Linked DNA regions of Mus musculus: regions 1, 2, 4 and 5 are each linked to region 3. A link is a contact called in public Hi-C and HiChIP or PLAC-seq data. All regions are on one chromosome and are shown on one strand. The core of a region is the stretch at or near the end of the contact, and the rest is flanking DNA. Distances in the headings are between cores, read along the strand shown.

Region 1 (5,008 bases), core at 744-3,243, 1.1 Mb after region 3:
AGAGGGCAGTGAACCACTGGTGAGGCCCTTATGACTCTTTATGGTTGTGCTGTCCCCATGGCTGGTTGGAATGCTCTATTCCAAGAAAGCTCTCCTCAGCAAGAGGGCATGAGTGAGGGCAGGCCTTGGCCATGCAGGTGAACTTTGTCCCATCCACTTCTGCCTGCTACCTTTGGGCTGCTGCGGGGGGCCTCAGGCCTTCCCATGGGCACTCTCTGCGGGTCCTCACCCCAGGCTCATTTGCCGGTACAGAGAGACCCTACGATCAGGGAAGGCAGCTGTGCAGCTGCCTCCACCCTCTCTTGTCTGTGCGGGTGAAGGCAGGGCCAATCTTTTGTTGCCACCAAATATGCCTAAGTGAGCGCAGTTCTGAGCTTGCAAACGCAGCCCTGTAGATAAACAGCTGACGTCTCCTGAATCCTGCTTGACAGAGCCTGCCTCATAAGAATGATGAGAATGATGACAAAGCTCTTGTCAGATACACACAGAACCGAGCGAGTCCCCACCACGTCTAGCTAAACGGTTTTACTGAGAGCTAAAGTAAGCACTCGCCAGCCCAGATGTGGATGCAGGACTCAACTCCAGGGAGCCCAGTTTATCTTATCTAAGGCTGCCTCCAGACCTCAACAATTGCTGCCCCGCCCCCATGGGAGGCAGCTGACTCTGGTCAGTTTTTCTGGACTTTTGTTATTCAAGAGACCAAGGAAGAGTGGGTGAGATTGTAGTGAGATTTCCTAAGGATAAAAGAGTTGGTCCCACAAGGTGGGTGGGGATTGGGGACAGGAGTGGAGGTGCCTTAGAGAGTTAGAAAGAGCCAGATTAAAGGTGTCAAGAGGAACTATTAACCGAAATAGGAACAGAGAGAAGGTGGCTTAATTTCAGTGTGTGTGTGTGTGTGTGTGTGTGTGTGTGTGTGTGTGTGTGGTCACACCTTGGAGAGCCTCTTTGGTTTGGAACCTGTTTCCATTCCCTGTGACTCCAGGATGGGAGGTTTTAATTTTAATTTCTTACCTCCCGGAATGCAAAGATGGAGCTGCTTTTGTTTTGGTCACACTCAGAGCCATTGCTATTGGAAGCAAAGGTGTAGTTACCGGTTTCCTCCCAGATCCTCCGGTACACGTACTGCGCTGTCAGCGGGATGGTCAGAGTCATAGCAAACGCGTTCAGGAGAATGGCGGGCTCTATGAATGAAATCTTCATATTGCTCAAGTGGGCAGATCGAGTCTATTGCAGAGCGGGAAGCGGGAGGAGAGAAACGGGGCGAGTGTGGGGGGGGGGGATAGAAATCATCAGTTGATTTTTTATCCCAGAGGCTAAATTCTCAAAAGTGGGGAAGTTGGAACAATGTGTCATAAACAAACATTAGCAAGCAAAAAGAGTTCCAGATTTCTGAGAGAGTGCCCTTGCCGGGAGAGGGTACCCTAGTTCTCTCCGAGGAGCAGGGACTAAGTCAACCTCCGCCCCCGACTCCGCTTAGCTAATGCTCACAGTGCTGAGCAGAACAGCACCGGCCGGTTCCCATAAGGTAAACAATGAAGTTACCCGGGGACCCGGAGGTTATGTAATTACTATTATTTTGGCTGCAGGTTAAGGGCCTTGTAAAAAGCAGCTCCCGATCGGAAGGGGAGTTTAGTTTCTGTTTTCGTTTTTAAAACTCACCCCACGGTTACAGTTTTCCTGCTAGGCTAGGCACAGGTGGGACCGTAGTCGGGACTGTGTTCTCCGTTACCCAGTGCGGGGCGTAGCGCCCCCGGGTTTTCAGCACGGTTCGCCAGCTGGGAAGAGCCAAAGGAAGGGGCAGCGAGGTGGAGCTAGACCGCAACAGGGGGACGTCCCTTGGGACGGGACACTCGAGCCCTGTTAGAAGGCAAAGAGAAATAAGCGCACCTCCCGGACTCTGTTGGCCCTGGACTCAGTCCCCGCCGCTCCCCGCGCCGCCGCACTCTTGGTCTTTGGGCCCTAGTGGTGACTCGGCCGCCGAGCATCATCACTCTGCCAAGAGCTGGCAATCTTCGGCCGGAGCTGTCACCCGCTTCCCTAGCTCGCTTGTGATTGGGTATGGCGGCCGGCGCCCCCGTAGCGATTGGTCTAGCGCAGTGTCATTCTCTTGCACCCGCCCCCGAAGGTTCAGCGGCTGAATCTCCCCGAGTTGCTGGGCAAGTTGGGTGATCCCGGCAGCTCTGCGAAGGTTCTGCTAAGCGTATCTGGATAGGATTATTGGTTTTCGCTGAAGCGCCGTGGAGTCATAGGTATCTGGATCGAGAGTTCGAGACTAGCCCAACGATATAACAAGACTCCTGTCCAAAGCAGATAATGATAATAATAATAATGATAATAATGATGATAATAATAAGTGGTTGGAAACGTCATACGCTAGGGTTGCAGTTCACTGCAGCATTCCGGTGGACCCAGCAAGCGTCTGCACAAGCAATGTGAGAGAGAAGACACTGAAAGTTCATGAGAGGAGAAGAGTTCCGAGTAGGGGAGTTGTTGGCCTTGGGAAAATTTAAACGAAATATTCACTACATTTTACGTAGTCATTTATTTTATGTGTATGCCCACGCCGAGCAGAGGTCAGAAAATGGTGCTAGAATTTGTGTTACAGGCAGTTGTGAGCTGCCCTGAGAGCGTAGAAACGGAACCCAGAGCAGTAAGTGTTCTTCATTAGTGAGCTTCTCTCCAGCCACCCCTGCTGAGTTGCGGGGGAGGGGATTGTTAAATCTCTCTGAAAGTCGGCTCTTTCTCTGTTGAGAAGATGTAAGTAAGTCTCACAAAGCCATGGCAACACCCTAGACAGTAGGACCGCCGCTAATGGCCGCCAACGCGCACAGCTGGAGCACACCTGCAGCTGATAGGGGGTTACTTCCTGAGGAAGAGAAGCAAGCTGAGAGTTCTGTGATTTGGGGACCCGTCCAAAAAAGGAAGACCTTAGGCTGGAGTGGTTGCGTCAGGAAGTGGGGGACAATCCTGCAAATGCGCCTCTTACTCTTATCTAGAGATCAAGGTCAGATGTGGGCCAGAGCCTTATTGATAAAGGAGTAACACTCCAGACTATGGGCTATTTTTGCCCAGATGAGAGTACTGGTGCAATGCTCCTAACCACTGAACCACCCTCTCTCGAGGCAGATCTGGAACAGCTTCAGAGTGGGAAGGGCGGCTAAAGGAGCTGACTAGCAGAAAAGGATATTCTGTACTGGAGAGAAGGCGATCTGATGACTCTAGATAGCCACAGAGAGAATTGAGGAAGTAACTCTCAACATCGCACTCTTGACAGTTTCACAGCACTGTACAATCTTCATATGCCTAAAATAACAAACATTGCTGCTAGCTGATCTACAGAGTTTGATTGATTTCCAACCTCTTGTTGACAATTTTTCTTCTTCTTCTTCTTCTTCTTCTTCTTCTTCTTCTTCTTCTTCTTCTTTCTTTCTTTCTTTCTTTCTTTCTTTCTTTCTTCTTCTTCTTCTTCTTCTTCTTACTTCTTCTTCTTCTTCTTCTTCTTTCTTCTTCTTCTTCTTCCTCTTCCTCCTCCTCCTCTTCTTCCTCTTCTCCCCCTCCTCTTCCTCCTCCTCCTTCCCCCTCCTCCTCCTTCCCCCCTCCTCCTCCTTCCCCCTCCTCCTCCTCCCCCTCCTCCTCTTCCTTCTTATTTATTTATTTTTATTTTATGTATATGAGTACACTGTCACTGTCTTCAGACACACCAGAAGAGGGCATCAGATCCCATCACAGATGGTTGGGAGCCACCATGTGGTTGCTGGGAATTAAACTCAGGACCTCTGGAAGAGCAGTCAGTGCCCTTAATCGCTGAGTCATCTCTCCACTTGTTAACGATCTTAACCACAAGGAGTGACGTGTTCAGTTCAGAGGTTTGCTTTTCAAATAAAAATCCAGGAGGCCAAGATCACTAAGATCTTAGAGAGTGATCTACTCCTAGTGGGACAGTAACTGTCACTTGAGCTGCATGTCCACCTTGGGTCCCGGGAAACTTCACTTCCTGTTGTGTTCACTCAGGGACAAAGGTGATGGAGTGTCCTTCTGAACTCTATCACTGCCACAAGGGGAGAGGGAAGGGAACTTGATGGAGCTGATACCAGCTCTAAAAGGTTCACCCCAGAGAGGGTAAAAGCCACTTCTCACACGCCATTGGCTAGAACAGGTCACTCGGGACATGAGGAGAAGTGCAAACCTATCAGGTACTCAGGAGGAGGAGGAAGGGGAGGAGGAGGAAGAAGAGGAGAGACACCATCTATGTTCCAGGCCATATTTCTCATGGAAATCAATAGGCAGCAAAAGGTCTCTAAAAGGCATGTACCTATAGGGTCAAATTAGCACCTGCTCTCCTATGCTGTTCTGCTATCCCACCTTTCAGCATGAAGAAGAAAGTCAGGGCATCTGTGGTTAGCCAGGAGGCTCACAAGTTCAAGGCCAGCCTGAGCTTCGGCCTTGTTGCAAAACCACCATCACCACCACCACCACCAAATAAATGCTTAAGTGCAAAAAGTGGATCCACAGGTCCACAAGTATAATCTCCAGGGCAGAACCTTAGGGATAATTGTGAAGTTCTACATTTTTAGTTCACTGACTTAGGAATTTTAATTTTAGTGAGTGTACTATTAATTGTCACCAAGTAGTGACATTTAATGTCAGTGGCCCATATCTGAATTCTCCTTTTTGTCATATTAAGTCTTATTTACTGTGACTATTTTGATATGTCAGACATATGAGAGAAGACTTGACTAAATGGTTGACAAGATGGCTCAGCGGGTGAAGGCGCTTGCTGCCAAGCCTAAGGACCTGAGTTCAAATCCTGGAGCCCACATGGTGGAAAAAAAAGAACGGACTCCTATAATCTGTCTTCTAGCCTTTCTACATGTGCTGTGGCATGCCTGCACTCCACCCTAACCCCCCAAACAGAAACAAATTAAATGCAAATGAATGATTTAACAACAACCAAAAAACGGGCTGATTCTACAAACGCTATGTCTACACTAAGAATAGGAGGGATGGT
Region 2 (5,145 bases), core at 317-2,816, 1.6 Mb before region 3:
CTAGTGAATTTCAGGATAGCCACAGCTATTTAGGGAGACCTTGTCTTTAAAAAAAACAAGAAAAAGTGATAGGGGTGGTGGTTGTGGCAGTGGCGGCACACACCTTCAACCCTAGCAATTGGGAAGGCAGAGGCAGGTGGAGTTCAAGTTCAAGGATAGCCAGAGTGGCAGAGAAATCCTGTAGGGGTTGGGATCCAAAACTTCTATTTTTTCAACTTTTTTTTTGGAGAGGAAGGCCCAGGCTGACAATTGTGCTTCTTCAGCCTCTTGAGCAGTGTCATTAATGCTCTTCCCGTTGTCTCTTCTGAAAGCTGTGTTCACTAACCATCTCCTACCATTTTACAGATAAAATAGCTGCTAATGCCCCAGGTGGCAGTGACCTACACCTTTAAGCCCAGTACTGGGGAGACAGAAGCAGGTGGATCCACAGATGAGTTCCATTACAGCTGGAGCTACACAAAGAAATCCTATCTTGCAAAACCAAGTACCAAACCAAATCAAAAAGGCTCAGCTCCTTCACACCCCGTTTTTAGACACCCCCCCCTTCACCTTCCCAGGCTGAGATAAAGAACACTGTAACAAGCTAAGTACAGTAGCATAGGCCTGTAATCCTAGCACTCAGAGATAGACGCTAATACATCACGACTGTGGCAGCAAGTTCATGACCAATCTGGGCTACATGGTGAAACCCTGTCTCAAAAGGAGGAGGTAGACAACTGTGAAATGGCTAGCCTGGCTACTGGAGTTCCTCGGAGTTGTCCTCGAACCTGGACACAAGCTCCAGCATTCCCATGACCATACCTAGACACGTGTGGGACACATAATAACAAAAACAACAATAATGTGTAATCCCAACAGTGCGCAATGAATGTGTGTGGAGATTGACTCGTACGTGTTAAGGGAACATCTGCTTGTCTGTCACAAGGACATTTCTGAAAGGTAATCTCATTTATCATGAGACCCGCCAACCTAGGTCTGAATCCCAGCGAGGCTCTCTCAGGACTGGTGACCTTGAACAGGTCACTTCACCCCAGTAGGCGTATTCAGTCGACACGTATGTAACATAATGTGGTGTCGGGAACCATTCTAGGCATTCGCTGGTCCTGGACCGTAATCTGAAAGCCTCATCTCCAGGGAGGTCCAAGCGCTGCCCAGCGTAAAGGTTCAAGTGACCCTGCCTGTGTCAAGTCGCGCAGGAAGAAAAAGCAGCAGCTTAGTCCTCCGCGGAAGGACAGACAAATGGTTCCGGGCAACGCATGTGCAGGCCCCCAGAAGCCTCTCCGTGCTGACTGGGTCTTCCACCGCCAGGCCAGGCGATGCACAGCAGAAATCCGCTGCAGAGTGGAGGGAGGAGGGCGGGAGCACAGGACCTTATAGTAAGTGTCCAGCGCGCTTCCGGGGAGGCTTCAGTGAAGCCCCGGGTGAAGAGCAAGAGTTCCCGCGGTTCCTTCTCACCCCACTGTGGCCCTGGAGCCTGTGCCCAAATCGGGCTTCCAACCCCAAGGCCAGGAAAGGGCCGAGTACTCACCGAGTGACGCCATCTTGAAGTCCTGGTGTCCGCAGAACTCCAGCCGCGCGCAAAGGCTGCTGGGAAGGGCGCACGCACCCCTGCCGGAGCGGGAAGCAGAGGCTCATGGGAAGTAGATCACCACTTAGGTAGAGCATTTTGAGACCTATCCCAGGCGGAAGCAAAGGACAAAAGAGAAAAGGGACCTTTTGACTTTTTGCCTTCTACTTTTGGATCTCTCATGAGGAATGAGAGGCTTAGGGGTGTGGCTCAGTCCCGGAGTGCTTAAGGCTCTGGTTCCATTCCCAATGCTGAAAAGAAAGAAAAGCAGAGAAGCCTTGAATAGGAACATTTGTTTTAACCCTCCCCAGTCCCTTTTACTTGCTATTCACTGCTCTGACCCCCAAATCCCTCTGAAGTTCCACTCCACATGCTTAAGTGGTTTCCATGATGATTGCAAACACGCCTCCACAGCTGACACCTGCTTAAATGGGTATTTTCTAAAGCTCGTAAAGGTAGTTTTTTTGACCCAAAATCAGAAGTATTAGATTTAAGCCATGTTAGCGCCAAAGTCAGACTACTATATAGCTACAGGCATTATCTTGCCATTAATTCCCAAATTTGGGCCTGAAATACAGCAAGACTGTATGCAATAACAGAGTTAGTCTAGCCTGGAAATCAGTATATGTTTTGGGTTGGCCTGAAACTTTTAGCAGTGACAACTCATGTATGGGAATTATATGTGTGCACTGCCTGTATAAACTGACATAACCACTCCATGGTATAATTAAGGTGAAGGTTTTTAAAATTATTTTTATGTACATGGGTGTTTTGCCTACATATATGTCTGTGTACCACATGCATGCAGGGCCCACTGAAGTCAAAAGAGGTCATTGGATCCCCTGGAGCTGAAGTTAGAAAGACAGTAGTGAATTCCTATGTGATTTGTGGTAATGAAACCTGGGTCCTCTGAAAGAGCAGATAGTGCTCTTAACAGATGAGCCATCTCTCCAGCCCCCATAAGGAAAGGGGATTTTTTTTTAAAGATTTATTTATTTATTATACGTAAGTACACTGTAGCTGTCTTCAGATGCGCCAGAAGAGGGCGTCAGATCTCATTACATGTGGTTGTGAGCCACCATGTGGTTGCTGGGATTTGAACTCAGGACTTTTGGAAGAGTAGTCGGTGCTCTTAACCACTGAGTCATCTCTCCAGCCCCCAGGAGAGGGGATGTTTATTGTAAATATGAGTGAGAGGGAACAGCCAGAGGCATCTGGAAGAGCAGAGAGAAGTAGACTTAACATGGGCATCTGACTGGACATGGTCAGAGCAATCTAAGAGTGAGAGCATGGGGTAGGGTGGGAGTGAGAATAGCAGGCTTATAAGAATGATTCGCTGGAGGGGTGGGGGGAGTCCAGGAGCTAAAGGGAGAAGCATAGAGAAGATGAAAAGAGCCAGAATGCTATAACATGGCCTTTGCTGTGTGTAATGGGTATTTGTGATATTGAGAGACTGGAGGCCAGCATGCATTTTGATATGCTGGTAAATGCCAAAGGTAAGGAAAATGACTCCTTTTGACAGAAAACTGGGCTTCCCGATTCCTTTTACCTGCTATTCACTGTGGAATAGTCACAATTCTTTTTACCGTTCCTAAGGAATGGTGGCTTTTATCTAACCACCAGAAATCCTCCTATAGTCCAAGTTGTGCTCATTTCTGGGTTTTTGGAAGGGGAGCAGGGCACTCTAGCTATTAGTATAGAAGGGGGCTGTAGTCGGCTCAGTTACCATTTCCCTGAAGGGGCTGGGTGGTCCCACATGGGTCATCATCTTAGTGTCTTAAGTGATTCTATCTTGGACCAAAGATCTACACCAGCCCAACATTTCTTATGTCAAGTTCCCAAGTGCTAGGATTACAGGTGTTTACCACCAAACCCTGCTTCGCCTCAGAATGCTTGAGTCTGCCTGTATTTAGAGTTGAGTGTAGAGCCAGTATCAAGAGTTCAGCTCTGAATGCTTTTGACTTTTCAAGATTTTAATGAGCAAGAGAGAAGGAGGCAGTGGGTGTCACAGGCCTTTGACCCCAGCACTCGGGAGACAGAGGCAGGTGGACCTCCCCTCAAGATCAGCCTGGTCTACAGGACGAGTTCCACGCCAGCCAGGGCTACCCAGACTCTGTCTTGGGGCAGAGGGGAAGCAAGAGAGGAGTCTCATTCAAGGGTCCCATTTATCTACTGCTTTGTGTTCATGAAAGGATGAATCCATTATGCTTAGAGTTGTCACTAATACAATTATAGGCCACCTTCCAGCCACTTGCATGTTTAGTCTCATGGGAAAGCTGGATAGAGTGGCACACTGCAACAATCCCAGGACTTGAAAGCCTTAGGCAAGAGGATCACTGTGAGTTTGAAACCAGCCCAGGCTAAAGAGTCTTTGTCTGAAACAAAAGGTCACAAAACAATTTTCATTTTGTTTTGTTGAGATGTTGGAGTCATTGGACTTAGGGCCTTGTGCATGGGAGGCAAAGGTTTTAGCACTGAGCTATAAAGCTCTCCTGAGCATTTCTGGAGGTCCTAGAAGCACATGTATGGTCAAGGCCTGGGGCTCCACTGCATTATCTTGGTACACACAGTGGAATCTTTCAGCACTAGGGATAACTCCAATAATACGGCTTCAAAGCAAAGTGGAATCATGTCCCAGGTCTTGGGCATTTTAAAAAAGATTTAGTGTGGGGGTGAGGCATGTATGTGGCATAGCATGTATGAGGTTAGAGGAAACCTTTTGAGTATCAGTTCTTCCCTTTACCATGTTGGTCTTGGGGATGGAATTCAGGTTGTCGGACTCGGTAGCAAACACCATTATGCTCTGAACCACCCCCTTACGCCTGACGCCATAGGATTCAAGTGCTTCAGTACTCAGTCTTCTCCTTTTGAAGACCCCAAGGATGTCCTCCTGGACCACTTCCTTCTGTCTCATGAGAGACCTCAGAAAAAGATTATAGCTATAGATGGGTATGGTGTTTCTGGGGCTCAAACTCGGGGTATTTGTCACCTTAACTGCTGAGCCATCGACCCTGCCCTTTAACCCTTATCATTAGACATCTCAAACATGGCCCCATTCATCTTTGGAAAGTTCCCTATATTCCTTCTCCCTCCTCTGCAGTTTGTGTGTGTGTATATATAAAACTTGAAAACATAATTGGGCCAGTGAGATATCTCAGTGGGTAAAGACAATGATGCCAAGCATAATGACCTGAGGTCATCCCTGGTACCTACAGGTAGTTAGAAGGAAACCAACTCCTTCAAGTTGTCCTGTGAGACATAATGAGATCCTGTCTCAAAAACCAACCAAACAGAAAGGTTCAAACGAGACCTACTGTCTTGTGTGTGTGAGGCCTAAGGAAATCTGTAAGTGACTGAGATGTCCCAAACGACAATGCACCCTCGAGACAAAGAAACAACTGAACAATCACAACAAAAGTCATGTTGGGGAAGGTGGTGGGCACCTTTAATCTCAACATACAGGAGGTAAAGCCAGAGGCAGGATGACCTCTTGAGTTTGTGGCCAGCCTGGTCCACATAGCTACTGCCAGATAGCCAGGGCTACACAGTGAGACCTTTTCTCAACAGTAGCAACAACA
Region 3 (5,002 bases), core at 2,397-4,896:
CCAGCACTCGGGGAGGCAGAGGCAGGTGGATTTCTGAGTTCGAGGCCAGCCTGGTCTACAGAGTGAGTTCCAGGACAGCCAGGGCTATACAGAGAAACCCTGTCTCGAAAAAAAACAAAAAAACCCCAAAAAAAAAAAATCCTTCATAAGGCATAACGCAAAAGCATACTATACAGAGATGCAGATTATTATCTTCACGACCTAATCTTTTTTCTCCCCCAGTGCTGATCAGACGGTGTTCTGCTTGCTAGGATAGTTTCTGCCCACTGAGCTACATCCCAGTCCAACGGTCTGTTTTGTTTAGTGTTTTGGCCAAGTCTGTTTTACCCGTCCTTCTCTGTAGGAAGCCACCTCTTGCTGTTCACCTTCCTTCCTGTAGCTATTGGGTGATTTCATTTTTCCGCTCTGCTGGAAGCACTCCACTTGTGTTTGCTGACCAGTGTCAGTCTTTCACTAAGTTAGACTCACTGTGTGAAGCTTTGTGATTGGCCCGTTTCCTCCAATCGGGGGACTACCAGTTTCCTCTGCACAACTCCCACAGTGCTCAAACTCAGGCTCTTCTATTAGGTCACGTGGATAATGTATGGTCTTACCTTTCTCTTCTCAGTCTCCCTGTGGGTTCCTGAGAGCAAGGATCACGTTTTACGCTTGCAGCCTCATTCTGTGTTGCAGTACCTGACTGAATCTAGATGCTCCTAAATACTGAATGCAATATGAATTATGGCACCTGCTACATAGAGACAAAACGACCATGAGGAACTCAGGAAATGACTTTGCTTTCACGGTCTGTACAATGGAACTAGTGCCACAGCTATTTTTTAAAGTGGCAGGGCTGGGGACATAGGCCAGTAGGGAAGCACTTGCCTAGCATACATGAGGTGTTTGATCACCAATAGTTCAAACCAATAAATAAAATAGAAATGGTGGAGCATGCTTTGAATACCAGTCCTGGGGAGATGGGGGCTAGAAGATCTCTATGAGTTTGAGGCTGACCTGGTCTACGTATTGAGACCTTGTCTCAAATAAATAAGACACCTGCAGTAAAAATGAGTTTCTTGTGGATGGCGAAGAAGCTAACTTTACAACTCAGCTGCAAGGGAGACTGAGGTAGAAGGATCACTTCAGCCCAAGAGTTCAAAGTAGTCTGAGAGATTTAGTGAGACCCCGTCGTCGTAATAAAGTGCACTGATGATTCCTCCTTCAGAGGAGAATGCTAAGCAAGCAAAACTGTTCCCTTTGGGAGCTACTTGGAATGCTTTAAAATGAAGTGATGTGCAGACCTAACGTACAACCAGAAATGTCCTTGCTACCTACCTGTCATCCCGACTGAAGAACAAGTTCACGAAAACTTGCATGGCTTTATCAAGAGAGAGAACAAATATTTAATCTTTATCAAGAGAAAAGTAAATTGTCCTGTATCCCACCTGATATTAGTTAAAAGAGCATGAAGTCACATTTCAGCATATCCACATAGTGCAATACTAGTTAGCATTAAATGCTAGTTAGCAATACTAGTTAGCATTAAGTAGTATTGAACTACTGACATGTGCAACATGACTGAATCTCAAAAACACTATGCAGGATAAAAGAGACAGAGAGAGAGAGAGAGGGAGAGAGAGAGAGAGAGAGAGAGAAAAGAACATATAAATTGTATGGTGCTGCTTACCTGCAATTAAACAACAATATTTTTATAGAAATCGGGATACTGGGCGGGGGTGTAGCTTAGCCTTGGAGCGCTTGTCTGGTATACATTGTGTCTTCGATTCAATTCCCTAGCCCCTTTGTTTGTTTAATGAAAGAAAGAGACAAGAGGAATAATAGAGAAAAGAAATCAGAAATGAGAATATTTCATGATTCTGATGGGACAGTTGATTGACTAGGAAGAAGTTCCAGGAGTCTTGGAGGAGGTAACATTCTGAATATTGACTGCAGGTATAGGTTATGAAGCTTAAAAATGTTAGTACAAAAAAATCCAATTGTACAGTTAGGGTCTGCACGTTTAGTGTAAGTGTTTTAACTCTCAACTTATATACCTGAATATGTATGTGCATATACACCGAGGCACGAAACACACACACACACACACACACACATCACAGGCAATAGGTAAAGATTGGTAAAGTCTAAAACAATGGCCCAGAGCAAGAACATGTTTAATCCTGGCGTTAATTTTTGTATAGTACCTTTATGTTCTCAACTCTTAGGCAAGCACTAGTATCATTTTGATTACACTCAACCCAAATCAACTAAAGTAAGTAATATGCTAAAGAACAGAAAAATCAGGCCAGATATGATGGTGTCCACCTTTAATCGCAGCACCCAGAATGCAGAGGCAGGCAGATCTCAAAAAGCAGAGGGAGACAGATTCCTCTGAGTTCCAAATAAGTCATAGCCACACAATGAGACTCTATCTCAAAATCAAACAAAAATTGCCTTGGGGATAAAATTTTGTTATGACCAAGATAAAAATTAATTATAAGTAACCGTACATAATTTGGTCATAGATATTAAAGTTTGCTCAATAATTGAAGCCTCGGATTAAACTCCTGGTTAATTAAATCAGTTATGTTTTTCACACACTGAGATAGGGCTTCAGTCTTTTTTTTTCTTTTTTTTTTTTTTTTTGGTTTTTCAAGAGAGTTTCTCTGTATAGCCCTGGCTGTCCTGGAACTCACTCTGTAGACCAGCCTTGGCCTCGAACTCAGAAATCCGCCTGCCTCTGCCCTCCCAAGTGCTGGGATTAAAGGCCTGCGCCACCACGCCCGGCTAGGGCTTCAGTCTTATTACAGAACCTTCCAATTAAATGGTCATCATGTAGGGATTTCAAACAGCAGAACCTAACCCTGGCTGGATATGTCACTCGCTGGATTTTAGCGAATTTATTATTGGGGTTTATTAGCCGGATACAGTGGTTTTCAGAGTTCATAAATATTCAAGGATGAAGCTTGGAAGCAGGCAGAAGACTCCGGTCAGCAGGCTGTCCGTGAGCATGGCTTGGCAGAGATCTCAGCTTAAGACGTGCACTCACTCCAGCCTCCTGGCTGAACCAGCACGCTAGTTTCTTGTTTTGCTGAAGGTGGGAATTACCTTCCCAAGAACGCATACTAAGGACAGAAATTAATGTCTCCAATTTTAAGTGGGGCACTACTGCATATGTGGAATGACGATCCGAATAGCTATTATAAAAATAACAATGTTCATCTCTCAAAGTCCTCATCTATTATTCGAGCGCTCGTAATATCCAATTCGGTTATCCCCATAGATTATTAGGAATACTGCTTCCAGTATGACTGACTAAACACCCTTATCTACAGCCAGGGAGACAGGAAGGGAAGGAAAAGGCTAATGGGGTGCCTATGATGAGAGTACTTTACACACACGCCTGTCTTAAGATGTCAAAATGAAACCTATTATTTTGTACAATTAATAGACAAGATAGGCTAGTCTCTAGATAGGCTCGAGCTACAGGTATGAGAGGAAAGAAAACCAAAGTGAGGCGTTTTGTTTTGTTTGAGACAGGGTCTCGCCTATGTGGCTCAGGATGGCCTGGAAACTCAGGAGACACTAACACTAACAAGTACCACACCGCAAAACGCTGGGCAACCCAGAGAGGCGGTGCCTCCTACGTCACACGACGCAAGGTAACGTCAGCACGCTACGGAAGTCGCGTCCGGCTCCACGCCCGCGAGGGCCCCATTCCGGGATGTCTAGCAGGATGCCTGAGTGAGTTTCTGTTGGCCTGCTGCCTTTAATCTGCGCCGGGGAGCGTGTCCTCACGGCGTCTCCAGGTTATCGGGACGATGAGGTTCTCTCGACCAGCCTCGCGGGCCCGGCGTTTCTCTTCAGGCAGCTTCGCGGGCAGCCCTCGGGCCTTGTAAGAGCGCGCAGCCCCGCCCTCCTCCTTTCGGCCGCCGCAGCCATCTTCCAGGTTGGTACGCGCGTGGCTCTCTCGTCTTGTTCTCCACACACGCTGCGTGTGGCGCCCACGCCGCAGAGACTGCGTGTTAGGGGCGTGGGGAGACCGTCTGGAGGTCACTGCCCTGGGCGGTGTATGCTAGGGAGCTTCTATCCGGGGGAGCCGGGCCTGGCGCAGTCTTGGTTGCCGGGCGTCCGCCCAACCCCAGACTTGAGCATGTGCTGTCGGGCTGGGACTTAGGATTCTGCTTGGGTCTTAACGATGCCGGGGTGCCGAAGCCTGGAATTGGCTCGGGCGAGGAGGGTGCCCGCCGGGTCAGCCTGGTAATGATGTAATGGGGACCCTTCCTCTGGATACATGAAACACTTAGGAATTTTGGCCCTAGAAGACGAGCGTGGGGAAGGAAGGTAACATTAAGGCTGCTTAAGACTACAAGGGCAAGGGGTTATGTCTAGTACACCATGCTTTGGAGCTTCCCTTGTGGTTAGGAATGGCGGGTATTTCTGCCCTGGATGACTGGAGTAATCCAAACCTTGTTGGTTTGTGGGAATACACGATCTGGTTCTAAATATGTGTAGTAGGTAAGTTCGTAGATGGTGTTAAATTAGCATTTAAATTTAGTTGGAATGTGGTTTTCTATGCATGCTTCCTAATAGCATTCGAAAGTGCAGGTGTGCGATTAAGAGATTGTTGATAGAAAGCTACTGTAGTAAAATGGAATTAAACAGCATCAAAGAGGCTGAGTTTGGTGGTCTTCAAGTTACCCTGGAGTTGCAGGTTGCAATGTATTGGCTTAAGTTCTAGCATCCAGTCTGATGGTGCTAATGATAGAATTTGGCCTCTTTTGCTAAGAGGAATTGTGGGCACCCATTTTCAATTCCTGTGATTTGGAAGGTTGACGGAGGTGCTGAGGTTGAGAGGGCCTGCCCTGTGCGACAAGATGACTTTTGGGGGTGTGGTTATTGGGACAGTTAATAACATAAACTGTGAATTGTTATTTGACTGATAACTTTTCTGGTTTCAGTAACTCGCCAAAATGACGAACACAAAGGGAAAGAGGAGAGGCACCCGGTACATGTTCTCTAG
Region 4 (4,790 bases), core at 576-3,075, 1.6 Mb before region 3:
AGAAACCAAAATTCCAGAATTCTTTCTACAGTCTTGGAACTCACTCTGTAGACCAGGCTGTCCTGGAATTCAGAGGTCTCCCTCCTGCCTCCAGGGTGCTGGGATTAAATATGTGCACCACCACTGTCTGAGATACACACAGACATTTTAAAAAACCCTATTATGAGCCCTGAGCCCTGGTTTCTTTCTTCTTTCCTCCTCCTTTCTTTTCTTCTTCTTCTTTTTTTTTTAATTAAAAAAAATTTTGGGGTCTGGTGAGATGGCTCAGTGGTTAAGAGCACTGACTGCCCTTCCAGAGGTCCTGAGTTCAAATCCGAGGAACCACATGGTGGTTTATAGTCATCTGTAATGAGATCTGACACCCTCTTCCGCTGTGTCTGAAGACAGCTACAGTATACTCATATACATAAAATAAATAAATCCTCAAAAAATTTTTTTTTGATCAGGGTGTATGTAGCCCCGGATAGTGTAGAACTCACTATGTAGACTAGTCTGGGAACTCACAGAGATCCACCTGTCAGGTATAGACCACCACATAGGCTACCACACCTGTTGTGGGCAGTTTTTTTTTCCCTTAAGATTTATTTTTATTTTGTGTGTGTATGTGTGTGCATATGTGTGCACTGTGCCAAATGTGTGACAGGAGCCCAAGAGAGACCATCCAACCCTCTGGATTTGGAGTTACACTGGTTGTGAGCCACCGTGGGAACTAGGAACTGAGCTCCGGTCCTTTGCAAGAACAGTTAGGGCTTTTACTTGGTAAGCCATTTCTCCAAGCCAAATAATTTTTTATATGTGTATCCTTTGCCTGCATGCATATATGTTCACCTGGGGTGGTCAGCGTCTCCCATGGTCAGAGGGCATTAGATCCACCTCTAGAACCTAGTGACAGGGTTGTTAGCCACAGTTTGAGTTCTGGGAACTTAGCGAACCTTTGTACTCTGGAAGTGCAACAGTGCTCTTCAACACTGAGCCACGTCTTCAGCCCTTGGGCAGTATTTTAAAATATTTGATTTATGTAGCAGTTGTTCCTAATACTAGATAATTATAAGATTGTAAATTACAAGATTCTGAGCTTCACTAATTTCCAGGGGAACAAAATTATGGGAGTCTTGGCTTTGCATCTACTATTGCAAAAATAGTTGAGATAATCAAGCTTGAGGAGAGATTTTTGTGTCACAGTTTCAAACAGTTCTCAGTTAAACTTGCTCCCTTTGTGTCTACAGTGAAGCTGCACACAGCGAAGAACTCCTGTTGGAAGAAGTTGCTCACCTCATGGTAGGCAAAGAATCAAACATGAAGGAAAGGGTGGGACTCAAAGTAGGGCCTGACAGGAAAATCTTGGTGACCTTGGGCGAATCCTCTTGGGGAAAACGTTTGTCCCTTCCAGGCAGGGCAACACCTAGTATGTCCCTTTCTGTGGGCAATTTGGGGTCAGGCACTTCCTAGGAGAAATAAAGCCGGACCAAACCAGTATTAGACACGAGGGTGGTATTTCATCTTCTGCTTAGGAATCCTCCTGCACGCTCTTGCGGCCCGGGAGGAGTCGGGAGTTCTTTCCCAACCTCTGTCGCCCTCCTGGTGTAAGATGCGCCCTAATCAGCAGGGAGGGCTGTGCGACCTCGAGAAAGCGAAGCACAACAGCAACTAAGGCCTTATCTAGCGATGCTGCGGACCCCACCCACGAGACCGCATCCCGTGTCCGTCAGCTGACAGCTCGACCCGGGACACCCTCACCCCTGCTCTTCATCCGGGAACCTCACCCGGGACCGCCCTCCCGTGGACTTCCGTCGCCGGAAGTGACGTAAGGCGTCAGCCTTCTGGCAGTCGAGAGAGTGGCCCCGGACAGGCTGGTGCAGCTGAGCGAGGAGCGCCTCCGTGACGGGACAGTCTCCAGGCCCGCCTCTCCACCTGGGTGAGTCCCGGGGAACCGTTGTCGCGTCGCCGTGGGAGCGACCGCTTGTTTGGCCCGCGGGGCGGACGCGCAGGAGGCGCCGCGTGCGGGCTGACGGCTGTTCCCGGAGCTGGGGCGCGCGGAAGGCCGGGCTCGCGGCCCTGTTTTCCCCTCTTCCCGGGTTCGTCGCGGAGCCCGGGGAGCCGGGGTGGCCCCGTGGTGCGAACCCAGTGGCCGGGCCCGGGTGGCAGCTCGGTCTTGTGGCCCGCTTCGCCCTCTGGGGACCGAACCTTTGCCCAAGAGAGAGGTAGGCGGAGGGTGGCTCTGGGCGAGGCCTGCGGACGGGCCGGGAGCCTGGCGGAGGGCGGTGGACGGTGGACGGTGGACGGAACCCGGGCTCGTCCTTGGATCTGAAGGACACCAGGCTCCTCGCAGCCCTCCCTCGTGCTGCGCGCAGGTGGCTCGACCAGCCTGCCCTAAGGGTCTGTCTCCTAAGTGAGTTGTATCATTATTCATCGGGGCCCATTGAGTAATGCAGAACGGCCTTACCGCTTACCACATGATTCCTAAGGGGCCTGCTTTTGAGAAAAACAATGAGTAATCTTATCTGGCGTGTTTCACTGGGTCTCAGCTTGAGCCTCTAAATTACTTAGGACGCTCCATGGAAAGGTTTACGCAGTTGTACTGTGTTGAAAAAAATTCTTTTAATGGTAGCTATTTTGTTGTTGTTGTTGTTGTTGTTGTTTTGGTTTGGGTTTTTAAAAGACAGCTTTGAGGCTAACCTTGAACTTCTGAACCTCCTGTCTAAATCTTCCGAGAGCTGGGATTACACGCCCAGCGATACACACACACACACACACACACACACACATATATTTTAAACCACAGATTTGGGATTGTTCAGTAGAGTCTGAGTAATATCGAATTCTTACACCTTCCTGTTTGGGTTTTAAGTTTTGAAACCGAATGGTACTCATGTTTGTTTTTTTGTGAAGGGGGAGGTTGTTATGGATTGAAGGTAGGGCCTTGTGCATACTAGGAAGTACTCTACCCTTAAATTACAGGCATCTCCTGCTTCTGTGTTTTTCTTTTTGTTTATTTTGGTAACTTTTTAGGTTTTAAACCCTTCTTGGGCCCTAATTACCATGCACTTTACTTAATTACATTTAGAGAAACTTAAGTCTGTGGACTGTGACAACTAAAATCTAGTGGGGCTGGGTTTCTAGACAGGGTTTCTTTCTGAGGCACTGGCTGTCTTGGAATGTAGATCAGGTTAGCTCCAAACTCGTGTCTACCTGCTTCTGCCTCACCAGTGCTGGAATTAAAGGCTTGTACTACCACCTTCAGGCTGGTTTTTTTTTTTTTTTTTTAAAGTCTGCTTTTAGCTGAGTGTGGTGGTGCTGGTCTTTAATCCCAACCCTTAGGCAAGTCTCTGTGAGTCTGAGGCCAGCCTGGTCTTCAAAGAGCATCCAGGACAGCCAGGGCTTTGTTGCACAGAGAAACACTAGCTTTAAAAAAATGTCTTTTTAACAAAGTCTATCATATATAGAATAGTTTGCCAAGTCCTGAGAATATGAGATTATGGGACATTTTAACTTACTAAGCAGTTCTTCTCACTCTCACCCTGCAGTGATGGTCATTGTCCCCTGAACAGGGATGGAGGAGGTAACATCCCAAGAAGCCGCAGAGTCACCCAGGGGCCACTTCCAGCCTTTGGAGAACCAGTCTGAATGTCTTTCCCCAGAGCTTCGGTTTCTGCAGGACACGGACATGGAGCAGGGATTCAGTGGGGGTAAGGCAGAGACCACACTTTCTTCAAGGAGAATGGGAATAGTAAGGGGCCCTGGCCTGACATGAGAGAGGCCAGGGTCTTGAATAAGAAGGTGGGCCTTAGTGGAAGAACTGGAAGGGCGTGGCAGGTGTGAGTCCTTGGCTTGGGCCCTGTGGTTAGGGTAGCTAGCCTGTCTGTAATCCGCCCATCACCCTGCTCTGGCCTTGAGAATATGAGCTTCACTGCAGACACCACAACCAGAATGACTTCTAACAAAGGCTGCTTTTGCCATGTCTCACTAGCTTACCTAACGCAGGCCTCGGGGACTCCCTGGGTTCTCTTCAGTCTGCCTCCTCTCCTGGTGATCTAGTGTGATTTGCTACCTGCCATTCTTTTGCAACTTCAGTGTTCGTGAATAATCCAATTTTGGTCAAGAAAGCAACCATTTAATTTCCTGTTTGAACACAGTGTCTCTTTACATGCACAGATGTTACATCATATTAACTATCTATTCACATACATATATTAAATAGGTAAGTGTTTCCTCCCCTTGAAATAGGATCCTGCTAATGTATAGGTAGCCCTGGCTGGCCTAGTACTATGCGGCCCATGATTTGAATGAATCTTGTCTCGGCCCCCCAGCTACATTGGGAATGTAGGCATACAGCATCATACTTAGCTGCTGGTTTTATTATGTAAGAACTATGTCGTAGTTCTTATAGATCAGCACCAGTGCCTGAAGGAACTTGTATGTCAGCAACACAGATGGAGTACCATTATGTGGAGGGTACTGTGTGGGACATTGTTGGAGGGTGTAAAGGATTGTGAGGAAACATGACTGTTTTTGTTTCTACAAGCCGCACACAATAGCTTGCAGAAATAGTGCCCAATAATAACATGAAGGCAGAATGATGTTTATAGTAAATGGTATCTGGAAAAATGTCAGAAGTTTGCTGAAGACCCTGGCCCTATCATCAAATCCTTCAACTTTTTTGTGTTGTTTGGGTCTCTCTGCATAGCCCTGGTTGTCCTGGAATTTGCTAGGCCAGTCTGGCCTTAAAGTCAAAGAGATCCACCTGCTTCCACCTCCTGAGTGCTGGCATTAAAGGCTTACACCACCACACC
Region 5 (4,707 bases), core at 1,578-4,077, 1.7 Mb after region 3:
ACAATCATATTGTCCAGAAAGGTGACCACGAGATAGGAAACCCACTTAGAACTTGGAAGTCTACACAGGCTACCTCTGAGGAGCATCACAAGGCATTCTACGTTTATTACATAATATTGCTTTGCCCTTGCATATCACCTTTAATCAGGGACCTCAAAGCACCACTGGGTCATCAGGGCCTGAACACACAATCTCAGACAGACAAGCAGTGATAGTTTGTAACCGCAACTATCAATAGAACCTTGCCCCTACCTCAGTCCCCCAATCCCAACACAGCTTCCAATCTTCAGAGATGGCACTCCCCAAAAATCACCTCAATGTGCAGCTGATGCTGTACATTCCACGTTTTCTGTATCACTGGGCCCAAAGAAAGTAGTGGCCCTGCTTTAACTGCACACATCTGTTTCATTACAACTTCTCTAACAGAATAGAAGGCACTCAGGTGGGTGTAGCCTTCACTGTGCTGATGATATAAAATGGAGGCTTTACAAAGAGCAAATCTCTGCCGGAGGCTATGAGCCCACAGATCACTCATCAAACAGAGGAAGAAACATTTGCAGTTCTGTGTAGAGACCTCTCCAGGCAACTTCGAGAATAGTGTAAAGGGAACCTTGGCAGCCACTCAGGCAGGCAGGAGACTGTTCCCCCTGAACACATCAAGAAGGAAGAACAGCTAAAAGGACAGAGCCTGAGTTTAAAGACTCCGGAAGCAAAGGCTGCAAGCGCGGTGGCCACCCGGGAGGCAGGCCCAGTGGTTCCTTTGCATTTGAACAGCATATTAAGTGGAAAATCAAACAAACAAAATGCCTTTAAACCAAGGTCAAAATACACAATTTAGGGTCATTTTTCTTTTAAAAATATGTAAAACAGGTCATCTCTCCATAGAAATATTTGACATTTTAAAAATGCAACCATTAGCAAAGTTCAATCTTGGTTCTGCACTGTAATACATACACATTCAAATGTCAACTTGACATAAGTGGGCATGATTACATTAACTTCGATTCTTTCAGAAGGATTATTCATCTCCCAGTTACTTGCATTATGTCTGCCTTCAGGACTGCAAAGTGTCACTTCACGCGCCCACAAACCCACCCCTCAGCACTGTAAGGCTACACAGTAACTGTCAGTCAACACACTCGCAACCCTAACATTTAGAAACCAAAGGAAAAAGCCTCAATAAACAATAGCAGTTTTTGTTTCCAGTTCTCAACGCCCAGTGATCCAGGCTCAATAAACATGCTTAACTGGCTTAAAACAAACAATAGACAAACAAAAACCTAAAATGCAAAACTGTTAATTACTTGGTACCAAGAAACCTTGGAATATCTATATTTTAAAAAGGACGCTTTACGCCATAAACCTAGAATTGAAAAACATTTAAATAGCTCCGGTTGTCATAGCTGTTCGTTCAGCTAGACGTTTCGAAGGGCTCACAGCAAGACTTTTTCCAAAGAGGTGCGCCGCTGCCCCTGAAATGTATCAAGTGTGCACCTACGTCTGAACGATCTTGTCTGTCACTGAGCCAGACAGCCTCTTCCTACCCTAGGTATCCAGCTCGCCGCCCGTCCCCGGCCGTGTCCACACAGCCCTTGACGTTTTCCCGAAGCGTTTAAATCCAAGCCTTGAAAGCCTTCTAGCAATCGGGAAGGAATTTCCTCCGCTTCCACTGCATTTCCCTGCCTCCGGCGACTTAGGAAACACAACCGAACCAGTGACTCCCAGTGGTTTTAAAAAAAAGAAGAAGAAAAAAAGAAAGAAAAAGCTGCAAAACCACACCAAAAACCAGTGCTTCCTAAAAGAAAAGGGGGGAGGGGGGCAGAAGAGCCAACTTCTCCAAAGCCAAGTAGATTGGCTTTTCCAGAAGTGCCCCCCATTTCTCACCCCCGCCGGGCCCCAGAAACCTTCGCCCCGACGCCAGCGTCGTCTTCCGATTAAATAAGATTGGAAACCACACTACAATCCGAACGTCGGAACTTATCGTTCACTTACCATATCCGCCGGGACATGACTGGACATCTTGCCTTTTGAGAGTGGGCCAGAGGTTTACGCAGAAAACAAAACAAAAAGCAAGAGCAGAAGTGCTGGAACTACGGAAAAAATAAAAAAGAACCTTCACAATTCTGATCGGTTTGTGCTGAGCTTTTCCCAAAAATGAAAAAAAAAATAAAAATTAAAAAAAAAAGTAGAAGTTACGTGGGAGCACAAGAGCTTCTGGGGCGAGAGGCGCGAGGGGAGCCGATCGTCAGCAGCAGTAGCAGCTCCAGGACCCGCCGCGCCAGGTGGACAGAGCCGAGTGACACACGGACATGGAGCGGGGTGGGAGGGGGTTAAATGCGCCGTCCTCTTTCCCCGGCCCAGGCGGTGATTCACACGCGCTCGCGACTCAGGTCCTCATTAAAGCCCCGGCGACGAAGTGTACAGATAACTATGTGGCTACACATCGAGCGCCGAGCTGAAAGCGGCCGGGGCCGCCGAGAAGCTCAGCGCGCGCCGCGGGGCCGCACAGCCGGGCTGCGCGCAGCCGCGCTCAAGGGCATCGACCTCGCCAGCCGCCGAGCCGAGCCGAGCCGAACTGGGCCGAGCCGAACCGAGCGCAGCGCCGGGGGGGCTCAGGCCGCGGGCGCCTCAGCGCAGCCGCGCCGGTCGGGCCGCATCGCGTCTGGGCTCCGGCCGCCTCCGCCTCGCTGCCTGCCTTCCGCAGCGTCTTCCGGGGGCTCCTCCCTTAGCTTGGGAACAGCTCCCCCTCAGAGCCCTGACTCTCCGCCTCCTCCTCCACTTCTCAATCCCACACGCCCCGGCCGCCTCCTGTCATCGCCTCAGCCCAACATGGCGGCGGTGGCCCCTGCTGGTGCCCGAGAGCCGACTTGGGAATAGCGCCCCCCACCTCCCCCGCCCCCGTCTGCGCTTGTTCCGTTCGTCACAACGGAGCCCTCTCGGAGCATCATGGGAAATGTAGTTTGTGCAGGTGAGGGGAAGGGGCCTCCGGGGCGTCCTTGCCCGCATCGATGCCACGCCCCCGCATAGCAACAGTTGCTAGGAAAGGATAGCGCCCTTGTCTCGGTTCAGTTTAGAGGCTCTTGCTCTGGAGTCAGTCCCTACCTGTGTCCAGAAATGCCATGATCACGCGGATTGTTGGAGGAAAACAACTTGCACGGAGAAATTCCCTCGCGCACTGTGTAGACACAGTTAAAATAGGACACACCGTGGTGCAGAAGCATGTGTTTTAATCATTGCAAGTTCTCCACATCCTGCAATCTCAAACCATTTTATTGAGTGAGTTAATCTTTAGGTCTCCTCAACATGACAGTTTGAAGATCAGAAACAATCATTGATTTCCAATAAGGCCGTGGAAGTTCAACAGAAACAAGACTCTTGTGAAGCAGAGGCAATGTCTGAACACACGTTTCCTGAAGTCCTAGGGCCATAAAGCTGCAATCCGCTTAATTGAAATGACCAGAAACTATATAGTGGTAGTGGAGACTACATGTAGATTCACCACTTCCCAGCCTAGCCCCTGTTTGACCCGGTGACGTAATTGTATTGTGAATTTAAAACAGCATAATATAATGCCGATGCTAGAATATTTAGGTGAAAAAATAATGTCTACCACGGATCTAGGATCAGAATACAGAAACCACAAGTATTCAGTTGAGCCTTATTCATATCTCAGACCTTTCGGAAGGGCAGTCTCCACACGATACTATTACACCCACCTACAGTTGTGACCTCACCTAAAGGCAGCCTTGCCTACCTTCCAGGGCTAAAGTCTGGGTGCTGTTAAGGATGATTTCATGCATGGCACATACATCGTTTTGTAAATAACAGCACATCTTCTGACGTGAACGGTGGCTACTCATCCTCTTTCTCTCTCGACGCACAGGTGCACCACAGGCTCTGCGGCCACTGAGAGTTCAGACGTGAGCTATGCAGTCCCTGTTGTCTAGGAGCCTGCGTCATTCCCCAGAACCATCTCCCCAGTCACGTGTTCCCTCATCGGACGGGAACTCACGGGACACTTCAGAGGACCTACTTGTCTCTTGAGTGGCGGCCTGGCTGAAGGCATTCCATACACTCCTAGGAGCCTACATCACAGACCCAACTCCCTAAGAATCCAAACGTAGAGGAAAACAGAGGCCCAGGCTCACCCCAATGTGGCTTCCCTATTTCAGCATCTGTGGGTTCCATGGTTTTCTACTCTTAATGTAGTTTCTCTCCGTGTGTGTTTAATAAGCACAGAACCCTTCCCCACCATGAACCCTTCTGGAAATCCAAACAACTGAAGCTTTTCAGTCCACCAACAGATTCTGAAGGAGTACTGCATTACCATTTAAAGATGTTTACCACGTTAATTCCCCATGCCACACCTACTCTCAGCCCCCTTTCCCATGCCACGCCTACTCTCCTCAGCCTCCTTCCCCCTCCCCACCACCCACCATGGCTCTGACAGACCTAAGTGCTGTTGAAAGGCAAGAAGCAGAAGTTGGCAGAACGAAGGAAAGCTGTCCGCCAGCCCCATTGCCAGGGATGTAATGACCCCTACTTTGAGCCCAAAATCACACAGCATGTCTTCTACGGGATGCTGTCTGCCACTGCCCCTTCTGTATAAGGCCGCGCCTTTTAAAAGTAAGCTTGCTGCACCTGGTTGCATTTCTAACTACTCAAATAAGACAGGCTGAGATGTTATTATCCACAAAACTCGTTGGA

What was found. A called contact is a pair of places that touch in the nucleus more often than the background predicts. HiChIP or PLAC-seq counts read pairs in DNA pulled down with a chosen protein or histone mark.
Region 1: a Hi-C map of B cells shows a contact between it and region 3, with 7 read pairs. The contact joins the promoter of Slc46a3 here to the promoter of Rpl21 in region 3. A contact is called at or near these places in 3 of 39 promoter capture datasets (cranial neural crest, hippocampal neurons and pre-B cells), 1 of 484 Hi-C or Micro-C datasets (B cells) and 1 of 9 other capture datasets (liver).
Region 2: a contact with region 3 is called in an H3K27ac HiChIP or PLAC-seq map of embryonic stem cells, with 8 times the contacts expected there. The contact joins the promoter of Atp5j2 here to the promoter of Rpl21 in region 3. A contact is called at or near these places in 10 of 39 promoter capture datasets (cranial neural crest, embryonic stem cells, frontonasal cranial neural crest and 5 more), 1 of 115 datasets of contacts at active chromatin or transcription factors (embryonic stem cells) and 2 of 9 other capture datasets (embryonic stem cells and liver).
Region 4: a Hi-C map of B cells shows a contact between it and region 3, with 7 read pairs. The contact joins the promoter of Zfp655 here to the promoter of Rpl21 in region 3. A contact is called at or near these places in 4 of 39 promoter capture datasets (cranial neural crest, liver, maxillary cranial neural crest and 1 more), 1 of 484 Hi-C or Micro-C datasets (B cells) and 2 of 115 datasets of contacts at active chromatin or transcription factors (astrocytes and pancreatic cancer cells).
Region 5: a contact with region 3 is called in a Hi-C map of B cells, with 6 read pairs. The contact joins the promoter of Ubl3 here to the promoter of Rpl21 in region 3. A contact is called at or near these places in 2 of 39 promoter capture datasets (cranial neural crest and pre-B cells) and 1 of 484 Hi-C or Micro-C datasets (B cells).

The regions. Positions count from the first base shown.
Region 1 is chr5:147,892,822-147,897,829 of GRCm38.p6, forward strand. It overlaps Slc46a3 (solute carrier family 46, member 3), which reads right to left and starts at 1,994. Exons shown (of 6, transcript NM_027872.4): 1 at 1,660-1,994; 2 at 1,012-1,224. The coding sequence starts at 1,200.
Region 2 is chr5:145,189,975-145,195,119 of GRCm38.p6, forward strand. Atp5j2 (ATP synthase, H+ transporting, mitochondrial F0 complex, subunit F2) reads right to left here and starts at 1,567. Exons shown (of 4, transcript NM_020582.3): 1 at 1,529-1,567. The coding sequence starts at 1,541. It overlaps Zkscan14 (zinc finger with KRAB and SCAN domains 14), which reads right to left. Exons shown (of 3, transcript NM_023322.2): 3 at 4,972-5,145.
Region 3 is chr5:146,829,244-146,834,245 of GRCm38.p6, forward strand. It overlaps Rpl21 (ribosomal protein L21), which reads left to right and starts at 3,647. Exons shown (of 6, transcript NM_019647.6): 1 at 3,647-3,928; 2 at 4,941-5,002. The coding sequence starts at 4,953.
Region 4 is chr5:145,229,917-145,234,706 of GRCm38.p6, forward strand. It overlaps Zfp655 (zinc finger protein 655), which reads left to right and starts at 1,826. Exons shown (of 4, transcript NM_028298.4): 1 at 1,826-1,915; 2 at 3,525-3,686. The coding sequence starts at 3,551. It also overlaps Gm6287.
Region 5 is chr5:148,549,961-148,554,667 of GRCm38.p6, forward strand. Ubl3 (ubiquitin-like 3) reads right to left here and starts at 2,828. Exons shown (of 5, transcript NM_011908.2): 1 at 1,993-2,828. The coding sequence starts at 2,019.